Linked DNA regions of Rattus norvegicus: region 2 is linked to region 1. A link is a contact called in public Hi-C data. All regions are on one chromosome and are shown on one strand. Each heading gives the region's core, a stretch centred on a gene start, on an enhancer-like site or on the middle of the called end of the contact. The rest is flanking DNA. Distances are from core to core; before and after follow the strand shown. Region 1 overlaps Sumf1 (sulfatase modifying factor 1). Region 2 has its middle 49 kb from the start of Bhlhe40.

What was found. A called contact is a pair of places that touch in the nucleus more often than the background predicts.
Region 2: a contact with region 1 is called in a Hi-C map of Schwann cells, with 5 times the contacts expected there. The contact joins two enhancer-like sites. A contact is called at or near these places in 3 of 12 Hi-C or Micro-C datasets (Schwann cells, frontal cortex and liver).

What each region holds. Positions count from the first base shown.
Region 1 is chr4:142,637,812-142,643,358 of GRCr8, reverse strand. The region is part of intron 8 of Sumf1 (sulfatase modifying factor 1); the gene reads left to right. Among named protein-coding and RNA genes, the nearest start is that of Setmar, 38 kb to the right of the region's middle. Within about 2 kb of position 3,923, at least 13 of the 93 cell types and tissues checked have an H3K27ac peak or open chromatin away from gene starts, as enhancers often do. A contact at or near this core is called in Schwann cells, where this site is marked.
Region 2 is chr4:143,220,435-143,226,119 of GRCr8, reverse strand. No RefSeq gene overlaps it. Among named protein-coding and RNA genes, the nearest start is that of Bhlhe40, 49 kb to the right of the region's middle. Within about 2 kb of position 1,714, at least 84 of the 93 cell types and tissues checked have an H3K27ac peak or open chromatin away from gene starts, as enhancers often do. A contact at or near this core is called in Schwann cells, where this site is marked.

The DNA of each region.
Region 1 (5,547 bases), core at 2,674-5,173:
CCTAGTAATTTTTGTATTCATAAATTTAATGGTAAAGTAGTCTTGAATCAAGGTTTTTTTCTTAAAGATTTATTTATTTTATTTATATGAGTACACTGTAGCTGTTTTCAGATGCACCTGGTTGTGAGCCACCATGTGGTTGCTGGGAATTGAACTCAGGACCTCTGGAAGAGCAGTCAGTGCTCTTAACCGCTGAGCCATCTCTCCAGCCTCTCAAGGTTTTTTTTTTTAATCAATTTTTAAGAAGAGTTCATGTAAAATTAATACCATTTCTTTCTGAAATGCTTGGTAGAATTCCCTCTTAAAGGCATTTGGACCTAGACTTGTGCATTTAGCCCTTTTTTCATTACTATAATGAAAACCCAAAAACGATTAAATTTTTCAAGAAAAGAGGCTTACTTTGGCTTATGTTTTTAGGGATCCAAAGTTAAGGAGCATCATATGGTGCTTATATTCATGCTGGGCCCAGAAAGTTTCTAAGGCATCACATGGGAAGTGATGGTGTGTGTGTGTGTGTGTGTGTGTGTGTGTGTGTGTGTGTGTGTGTGTGTTTTATTTCGTGTGTGCACATTCATTATGATTCTTCCTCTTCCTATAAAGTCAATAAGAGTCAAACATAGTGACTTGACCCAAATGACTTTATGGAATCCTACTCTTCTCCCCCAGAGTCCTTAGCTCTAGTCAGCATCAGGTAGGCCTTCCCCCTCTCATGACCTAAAGGAATACACTGAAACCAAATCGAAACACAACTTTCTTCTTTAATAGACATTTGGCATTGTACATTATCCGTCTCTACTGAGTACACGCTGAGAATTCTGTCTTTAAGGAATCAAATCTTTTATATGAATTTTTAAATTTATTATTTCAATCTCTTTGTTTTCATTCATTATTGAAACCAATTATATTTAATGAAACTATTAATATTATTGGGTTTGAATTGGGTATCTTAAGATTTTGGTTTTTTCCTTTGCCTTATCTGTTCTTTGTTCTTTTTTAATCTTTGTCTTTGTTGGATTAAGGTGTTTATCTGACTTCATTTTTCTCTCCTTAGACTTGTAATCTATGACTGTTTTAAAATGAATGGCTGATGTAGAGTCAAGTTAATGATTAACTTTTCCGAGTCAACCTGTAGAATACATCTGTGAACAACAGGATGACAAAACCGTATGGAATTAGAATTTTCCAGAGAAAAATGGCAATTCCAGAAATAAATAAAAAGAAAGAATGTTATAATTAATTTTTAAAATATAAAAAATGTTAATTTTTAAAATATTCATTTTTATTTTGTATGTATGAGTAATTTATCAGCATTTATGTCTTTGCACAACTTGTGTGTCGAACACCCTCAGAGTTATAGAGAGTTATGAGCTACCATGTGGGTTCTGGGAATTGAATTCAGGTCTCTTAGAAAAGCACCTAGTGTCCTTAACCACTGAGCCACATAAACCAAGGTCACTTTGCGTTGTTTAAGTAAACTCCTATAATCATGTCTAGTTTTTAAAACAAGATTAATTAAGAAAATCATGTGTGTGTGTGTGTGTGTGTGTGTGTGTGTGTGTGTGTGTGTGTGTGGTATGGGTGTTGTGCCTGAATGTATGTCTGCATACCACTTGTATTCTCAGTGCTGGTGGAGGCTAGAAGAGATCACGGAACTCCCTTAGACTAGAGTTACTAGTAGTTGTGAGCCACTATGTGGGTTCTTGGAATCAAACCTGTGTCCTCTGGGAGTAAGTGCTCTTAACTGCTGAGCCATCTCTCTAGGCCCCTCATTCACAATTTTTAACAGTCTAAGTTACAGCTTCAGGAAGAAGATAAGGACACAGAAAGAGAGGCTCTGAGGTAGCACAGCAACCGGTTAAGAATATAGTCTATCATTCCCTGATCTGCTGCTTACACAGAATGGCCTAAGGCACACTATTAACATCTCTCAGCCTCAGTTTTTTCTCACGTGTGTAATGTCCATGCTATTTATATCTTTCTTGTAGGGTTATTGGAAGAATGCACAGAGTCAGTATATGTTAAGTTGATGGAGCAGTTCACATAATAAGTACTCAAATACAGACTTTGGTTCTCGGTGTTGTTAGATTGATACCTAACATTCCAATGTGGGGTCTTCATTCCATACCCACATCAGTGCTACCATTCTACCAGGATGACAAAGGCATTGGTCTAGTGCCGTTTGAAAGAGCAATGGTAAGTCCTGGGTTCTGGCACAGCTTTCCCTAGAATGATTCAGTGGGAGATACAGTTGCCTTAAAAATAGCCTTTGTCTGAGAAAACTTTTACTCTCAAAAACCATATTTCTGTCCCACTTGAGTTGAAGGCCTCCAGGGTTGTAGGCCATTATCTGAAATGGATTGTTTCCTGAGCCAAGAGCACATCCTTAGCACAGAAACTGAGAACTTTTACAAAGTAATTAGCCATTTTGATGAAATCAGGCTGAAACAGGTCCCTCCTACTACCTCTGTTCTTAATTAATAGAATGACCCATTTTCCAGCCACCCAAAGACCTAACTTCCTTTAAGAACCACTCTTGATGCTGAAAATAGAGGTAGGAAAATATAAAGAACCGGAACATTCATAACCAGGACATTTGCTCTTTAACTGTGTCTCATTAGTGAGCCGTTACTGAAGTTTAGGAGAACTACTTATTAATACGTATTTTCTGAGTGAATGGATGTGTGTAAGTAGAATGATAGTAGTATGAATTGACTCTTTGCAAGTGCTGGGCCTGAGCTCTCCATACTCGTGTGCGTGTGTGCATGTGTTTAAGGATCAGAACCATGGACTGCACACACTGGGGAAGTGCTCTACAGCCAAGTGATGTCCCCCTCCCCTCACCACATGCACGAGGAGGCTTTCTCTTTTGGATTCAGATGTTCATAGTTGTTTGGTTCATGGAAGCCTCGAGAACTGCTGTGACCCAGTAGTAAATGTGGTTGCTGACTGTTTTGAAAGTGTTTCGTATACAAACAAAACAATTTCATTGCATAAAATTTAGAAAAGAAATAAAATGAGAAAGGTGGCAATGAAAATCAGATATCTTATGTCTTAGAGAAAACTATTAGATGGTATTCTGCTGTGAGTTTTATTTAATATCTATATTTTCAAAATTGAATTATTTTGTATTATTCTCAAGGTTTTCAATTATAGTCATGATAACAATTTTGTCTACCACCAATCTTTTTCTAGTCTTTTATGTCATTGATTTGGAATCCTTTTCAACACTGCTCTGAGCAGGCATTAAAAGTTCATCAGAGCTGTTGCAGCCTGGTTTTTGTAGCATATAGACTAATCCATCCAAGGAGAGCTGCAGTCCTGTGCCTTATCCCCAGATCTGCCCTTCAGCTTGCTGGTTTATGTGGCACGTAACCCGTTCCTTCCCATCCCGGTGGCACAAGTGCACCCACAGCTGGAGGCTGGAAGAGGTGTCATCCCCACTCCCCAACCCGAACAACCCAGAATCTCAGAGGCCTGATCTAAGCTGGGCAGTGCTGCTCTTGTTTCCATGAGGACAAGGTCAGCCAAGCCGAGGGTCAGTGACAGGGTGTGTGTCCCCAAAGCAAAGCATTAGCAGTGCTCTCTCCAGGGCTTGCTTTGTTTGTCTCTTACGCAGGGCTCTGTTCTGGTCAGTTTTCATTTTTTTGGTGCTGGGGATTGCTTTCTCACACTAGGCACGTGTCTAACGAGGCACTCGGTCTCCAAGCCACGATGAGTGTACGTTCGAATGGCTTTATTTTATCAGTGAGGACAGATTCTGGAAGGCTCTGCCTAAGGTTAAGTAGCCACTGAGATTGGGATTTTTTTCTTTGCTGGTCAAAAAATTAGCAAAATGCTTATCACAGTTTTCACTTGTATTGAGTCTTCAGAATGTGGACATAGTGATTCTGTTTATTTATCTGCGCACATAGCATGCTTTTTACATTAATCATCATTGGCTAATTTTCTCTGGAATTCCGGTTTTCCAGTTCTTTGGGCATCTCAGCTCTCTCTCAGAGAGTCTTTTCCAAAATCCCCTCTAAAAAGCAGCCTCTATTGCTTCCGGTCATGTCTCCCCACTTTTCCTGTCTTCAGAGCTGACCACTGCTGGGAGCAGCGTTGAATGCTTCAGTCTGTTTGCTGTCTGACTGCCCTCTTTGAATGCCAGCTCTCTGATAACAGGTTCCTTGTCTGTCTGCTCTGACTGCACCCCTCATGTCTGAGATTGCGCTGGTGCGCTGCGCTCTCATGTATTTAGTCTAACCTTGCTGTGTCAGGCTCTGTGTAGTCTGGCTGCTGTTCTGCCCACTTTTTGCTTTTTTTTTTGTGCTTCTGAAACCACTCTTTAGCCACCTCATCTGCCTGCTTCATAAGCTGCTGCTATTCAAAGCGCACCCCAGGGCTTAAGCAGCGACTGAAAGCTTGTTAGACATGTACCTTGAGGACCACGTGAAAACCATGAAAGCAGCATGTTTGGATGTCTGCGTGGATAGCCTAGGATGTGTATCTGAACAGCCACTTCTGTCTGTCTGACTGTCTGTCCATCCACTGTGCATTAGTTACTACTCTTGTTGCTGTGATTAAATATCTTGACTAAGGCAATCTAAGTGCCAGTGAGAAGACTCGGTGGGTGGGAGGAAGTACATTGCAGGACTGGTGACTGTTACTGGATCACTGGAGTATGCAGCACACAAACAGAATAAACAATTTAAAAGCAACTTATGGAAGAAAAGGTTTATTTTGGCTAACAGTGTCACGGTAGTCTATCATGACATGGAAGTCATAGTGCTTATAGCTTGAGGTAGCTGGTCACATTGTGTCCACAGTCAAGAAACAGAGGGACGATTCCTGGTGTTCAGTAGCTTTCATCTTTTTCCATAGTCTAGAACTGTAACAGAGGGAATGATGTTGCCTATATTTAGGTTGGGTCTTCCCACATTAATTAACCTCATCAAAATAATCCCTCACAGGCCTGGGCAAATATTATTCTCTGGTGATTCTAGGTTCTATTAAATTGATGGCATTAATCATCACAAGTGCATTCTGAGAACCATTACCATAAGCACGGATGTGTCACTTAGGCCTTCCTAGAGACAGTGACATTCTGCAAGAGACCCAAATGAGTAGCTCAGCTCAAGGCCCTTCGTACGTTTTTGTTGCGTATTCATTGTATTCACATCTGCCTGTGGCCTGCAACAAGCCAGGCCAGGACCACGCCTAGACCTGGGCCATGTTCTCCTGGCGTCTGCAGTTAGGGAAGGAAATGCTTGGCCGTTTTCATCCTGTATAGCTCCTTCATGGGATCAGACTGCCGAGTCTTCAGTGTGCCTGGCCCTGAGCTTGACCTTTGCTGAGGTGGAAGTCACTGAATGTGTGTAGCTTTCATAGAGGCTCTGAGTTATCAGAGTTTGATCTAGAAATATCAGCGTTCTGTCATTTCTCAGCAGTCTAGTGCCTGTTTGATGATTCTGCTGTGTCTCCTCACACACTTCTTGCCAGACATTTGAAAGCTTCTGTTCATGCCAATCACACAGATGCAGAGGCATCACCTCTGTGTTTCAAGCACAC
Region 2 (5,685 bases), core at 465-2,964, 580 kb before region 1:
CACAAACTGCGTTGTCCTTTTTAGAATTTTTTTTTTTTTTGCATTGGGCATCTGAAATTCCCACCTTCCAACTACTGAGCATGTGCTTTAAGATCTGGGAAAGATTCTAGCTGTGTATAGAACTGTGACTGAGTAAGTTTAATGTCTCCTGTCATTCAGCACATGGTTCCTACTTCCTCTTAAGGCTTTATACCATTTTCCTTTCTCTCTCTCTCTCTCTCTCTCTCTCTCTCTCTCTCTCCTCTCTCCTCTCTCCTCTCTCCTCTCTCCTCTCTCCTCTCTCTCCGCTCCACTCCCAGCCCAATTATGGAAACCTTCCCATTGCTAACACGGAACAGACACAGATATTAATTTTAGCATCTAGACCAAAGTCTAGAGGCTCAGTTCTCAAAATGTGGGTTCTAGATCAGTAGCTCTTTGGAAACTTGTTAGAAATATAGAGTTTCAGCCCCACCTCAGTCCAATAGAACCCAAATCTGCTTTTACATAAGGTACTAAACGCATTCAACATAAAACTATATCTTTAGTGAAAGCAAGAGTGGGTAAAAGAGGGCGGTATCACTGAGAGAGAGGAGGCCACCTGATACCACAGGTGTTCTAGAAGCTTTGGATCAAGACCCATTTCTGCTCTAAATACTTGAGTGCCCCAATAAACTTCATTGAGTATGTTACATCTTAGCAGTATTTACCGTAGTAGAAATTAAAACTGCTAAAGTTTTAAAAAAAATATATCTATAATTTGGGGCAGGAGAAATAGCTCATTGGTTAAGAGCACTTTTATGACTCTTGTCCAGGTCCTGGGTTGGGTTCCCAGCACCCACATGCTCTCTCACAAGGTCAGTACCTTCAGGGTATCTGATGCCCTCTTTTGGCCTGCACAGCTACCATGTTGCAGGGAATCTCTCTCTCTCTCTCTCTCTCTCTCTCTCTCTCTCTCTCTCTCTCTCACACACACACACCACCACCACCACCACCACCACCACCACCACCACCATAATTCACTTAAAAGTAATAATCTAGGTGTTTCAGAATCCATGGCTATAATTCTAGAACATGAAATAGGAGATGGCTTTACCGGGAAAGAGCCTTGACACCAAGCCTGTTGACCTGAGGTCAATTCCTAAAACAAACATGGTGGAAGGAAAGACCTGACTCTAGCAAATTGTTCTCTGACCTTTCACACCAGTTCTCCCTCTGTGTCTCTGTCTCTGTCTCTGTCTCTGTGTCTTTATCTCTGTGTCTTTGTCTCTGTGTCTCTGTGTCTCTGTCTCTCTCTGTCTCTCTCTCTCTCTCTCTGTCTCTGTCTCTGTCTCTGTCTCTCTCCCCCTCCCCCACCCCCCCAGTACAAAGATAGACCCTGTCTTAAAATCTTAAAACAGCAAAAACAGATTGTGTGGTGAAAACATACATGCAAATTCTGGTCCTGACTAACTCCTAGAGTGGCTGAGAGACTTAGACGCGTCTTTGTCCTCTCTGAGCCTCCATTTCCTGATCTGTTTTACTGGGGAGATGATCTGTAGCGTTGGAGCCCTCCCAACTCTCCTAACCCTCTCTCAAGGTCTAGGAGGTCTCAGACAGAATTTTAGAGCGATTATCCTTTTGCCCAGAAGAGGGCGATGGAGACCGGCCATGGCTGGACCACTTCTAACCCTGAGGCGGTTCACAGAGTCCTGATCCAGACACAAGGATCCCTCGTGATTGGGGCGGTTTCCTTGGCACCGGCTGACACTGGTATCCCAGGCCACCTGGGCGGTCCCAGTGAGAGAATGAGCTCTGGGCGCCTTCCATATTGACCCAATACTGGCCAGTCTGGGATGTTCAAATTCCTCCTATCCCAATCTGGGAAAAGTCGCAGAGATTTGGTTTGAGGACAGACACATTGTCCCCACCTGCACTGGGACTTTGGGTGAGAAACCACCCAGAAGCTATTTACTCCAAAGAGAAAACTGGGCGGGGTGACCGGAAAGGAACAAGACATAGTGCTGCGCCAGGTCCTTGGGGATTGCCTGCCACTGGCGGGCGGCGCTTGCATCAGCGCAAGCCTGGGCTGGGACAGGGGCCTGGCCACCAGCGACGTCAGCCTCTTTCCCAGAAGAATTCCACTTCCTGCGGCCAGAGCCCCAGAAGTGTGGGAGTGTTGGGGGTTGGTTTCTTAGGATGACACCACTCAGTATGCTGCATCTCCTCATTCGCACACTTTGTTGTCATGGAGACGAACAGCATCCTGACAGCCCTGGAGAAGCCAACTCGCCCACAAGAAATGACCCGGGCATGGCCAACTCAGGAAAACACTGACTGTGTGGGGTGCTGGGTCAAGGAAAACAGCAGCTACAGGTCTCTGAATTTGCCCCAGGGAGGGATGGGAGAACCAATTTCTGTGTTGCGATTTCAAAACTGGAGGCGTCTTAGCCTGAGCGCATTACAACCCAGAAAAAAAGCCTTGAAAGCACGTGGCTAGCAAAAGTTTCTTCCTCCTCCCCCTCTTTCCCCTCCTCTTCTTCCTGCTTCTCCTCTTATCAGCTTCTTTCCCTAATTTTCTTAGGACTATTAAGATTCCCTGATCTCATCCTTGAAGCAGTGTTAGAATTAATTCACTTTGGTAAACGTTAGTTAAGCACTCAGGGTGTGCCAGGCAAGGAGGGAAGCCAGTCTGAATAGAAACGCTTGCAAAGTTACCCGGGTAAAAACAAAGACCTCCTTTGGTCTTCAACATGACTCAAGTGCTGTTATCGCCTTTTCTGGGGAACTATCCAATTTGTGGGCGATCTCCTAGGAAGTCAGGTCAACTCATGCTCTCTAACCATTACCGGACACCTATCGGAACAGCCGCTAATGCGGCACGCGTGATTTTTCCTCTGATGCTCCACTGTGACTGCGTGACACTAAGCATCGAATCTCTAATTATGGGTTGATAATGTGAGATTGTTAACCCCCAATCACGAGGAAAACTTGCGTCTGGATCAGGAGTCTGTGAACCACCTCAGGGTTGGAAAAATAACCCTAACTAAAACGTGTTTTAAGATACAAAAATAAGCTATAGCTTATAAACACAACTGACATTGACTGGATGGCTACCGTTCCCTAGGCACACCGTGAGTTTATTTAAGTCACTATTAATACTCAACCTGCACATAAGGAAACCGAGGCACAGGGAGATGAAATAATTTGTTCATGCCCAATAGCTAGGGACGAATGAATGCTTAATAGCTAACAGAGTGCCATCTTGGTCTGTACTGGGGGTTTAGTACACTGGCTTCTGCTTTGTGGGGGAACAGAGTACATTGTCTACAAATCACCCCTAGACAAGTGCTTTCGTTTGAGTCATTTCCACCAAAGAGTACTATAGTTTTCAATTTTGTATTTCGTTTTATTGATTATGTGTGTGTGCATGCATATGTGTCTGTGTGTCCATGTCTCTGTGCATGGGTGTCTGTGTGTGTAGGTGTTTTTGTCTTCATGGGCCATGATGCACTCATGGAGATCTGAGAGCTTGAGGAGCTGACTCTCCTTCCACAGTGGGTTCTAGGGATCAAATTCAGGTTACCTGCTGAGCCACCTCACTGGCCTACAGCGTACTGTTATTTAAATAGTTGCATTCATTTTTTTCTCTATCTGTAAAGAGCTAAGCTGGCAAGCAGGTGCCTACAATGTTGCCCAGCCTAGTTGAGTCTTCAGAATTTGGAAAGCACTTTCCTGCCTAGAATCTAAGGGTACCTGCTTCTTTGCTGTGTACCCTTGAGAAGTATTCAGAATCGTTCCTCTTGGTCCCGATTTCTATGTGAACTCCAAGAGGTTTATACAGAGAAGATTTTCCACCTACTAGTGATAGCAATGTCTTTCATAAAAGACTCAAAGCTGCTGTGATGACCCAATCCTAGAAAACCCAGCAGCCTGGAGGTACAGGCTGCCATGTAACCTGGGCTTCCAGTAAGGTTCTGCCTCGAAAAACAAGCACTCGGAAGGAAACCACCTACAATAGCCACAAGGAAACAAACCAACAGGTGATTTGATAAATAAGATGAGATGTGTTTGGATGTTGGAATATTAGTCAGCCTTGAAGGGGATTAGGTGCAGAGACAAGCTCCCACAAGAAGGCAACTTGAAGATGGTGTTCCAGGTGAAGCAGACTCAAAGAATGGACCTGCAACACATATATGGATAGATAAAGATTCAGAGTAGAGGCTCTTTTACTTTTTTATGGTTTGTTTATTTACTATTTGAATACATTGTAGCTGCCTTCAGACACACCAGAAGAGGGTCCGTTGCAGCTGTCTTCATGTACACCAGAGAGGGCATCAGATTCCATACAGATGGTTGTGAGCCACCATGTGGTTGCTGAGAATTGAACTGTGGACCTCTGGAAGAGCAGTCTGTACTCTTAACCATTGAGCTATCTCTCCAGCCCAGAGTAGAGGTTCTTAGTGGGTGGGGAAGAAGCTCCTGTTTGGTGTCACTGGCGTTCCATTTGTGGCCATAAGCAAGCCCTAGAGACAGGCAGTGCTGATGGTGGCACAGTACTGAGGATGCTGTCATGATCCCAGCATGCACACTTAACACTGAAAAGTGGGACTGGGCATGTAGCACAGGCTATAGAATGCTTGCTCACCTAGCATTCATGATGCCCTGGGTTGAATCCCTACTACCAGAAACAGCATGGGTGGTGTGCACCTGTAACACTGCCCAGGAGATGCAGGCAGACGTTAAGGTCATCCGTGGCTTATATAGGGAGTTCTGTCTGTGTCAGCCTGTATTACAGGAAACCGGTTCCTTTAGGGAAAATATCTATCTCTATCTAGATATATATATAGATAGATATAGATATATGTGATATTGCTATATGATATGACATATATCCATATATGATCTATATTGGGGAAAAAAGGAAAATGAGCCACATTTGTGATCTTCGTTAGTTATTTTTATTTTTTTTGAAACTGGGGTTCAAATCCCCAGCCTCCCATTTGCTAGGTGGAACTCCATCCCTAAGCTATACACCCAGTCCAGCAGTCTCCATCCTTAGTCAATTCTCTCTTGTTTTAAAAAAAAAATAGTAGAGCGCTTGCCTAGGAAGCACAAGGCCCTGGGTTCGGTCCCCAGCTCCGAAAAAAAGACCAAAAAAATAAATAAATAAATAAAGGTTTCTTGCACCCTTCACCCGAGACCTATCTGCCAAGGTTGTCTGGATCCCTGCCTGCACCTGAAAGGCAGCGTCATGCCCTTAAAAATAGCACAATCATGTGTTTTCACCAAACACAGGAGGCTGGCACTCCCCTCAGGTGTTCCAAATGAGCAAGATTTGGCTGGTAGGAGAGAGAATTAGGAGGTGAGTCACCAGTGGGGCAGGTGAGGTCATCATGGGGTGACCGTCTGCATGGAGCAACCCTTCCCAGCCTGTCCTCTCAGCCGGCTGAGCTGGTAGTCTGGCTTCTCAGCCATGAGGTGAGGTGCGGTGGGGCGAATTCCTTTGGATGACTCAGTGGCTTGACTCCCCCAACAGATGGGATCTCTAGCTGAACACAAGGCCAAGGTCAAGACCCGAGCTGCCACAACATGTCTGTCCTTAATGAAGAACAGAAAGATGAGCATCCTTGGAGACTCAATCGAGGAGAGGACCTCTTCGCTCTTTGCTGGAATGCTAAGTATTTAAGAAATGAAAGACTGGGTCTTCTTATCTTGATGGTCCTA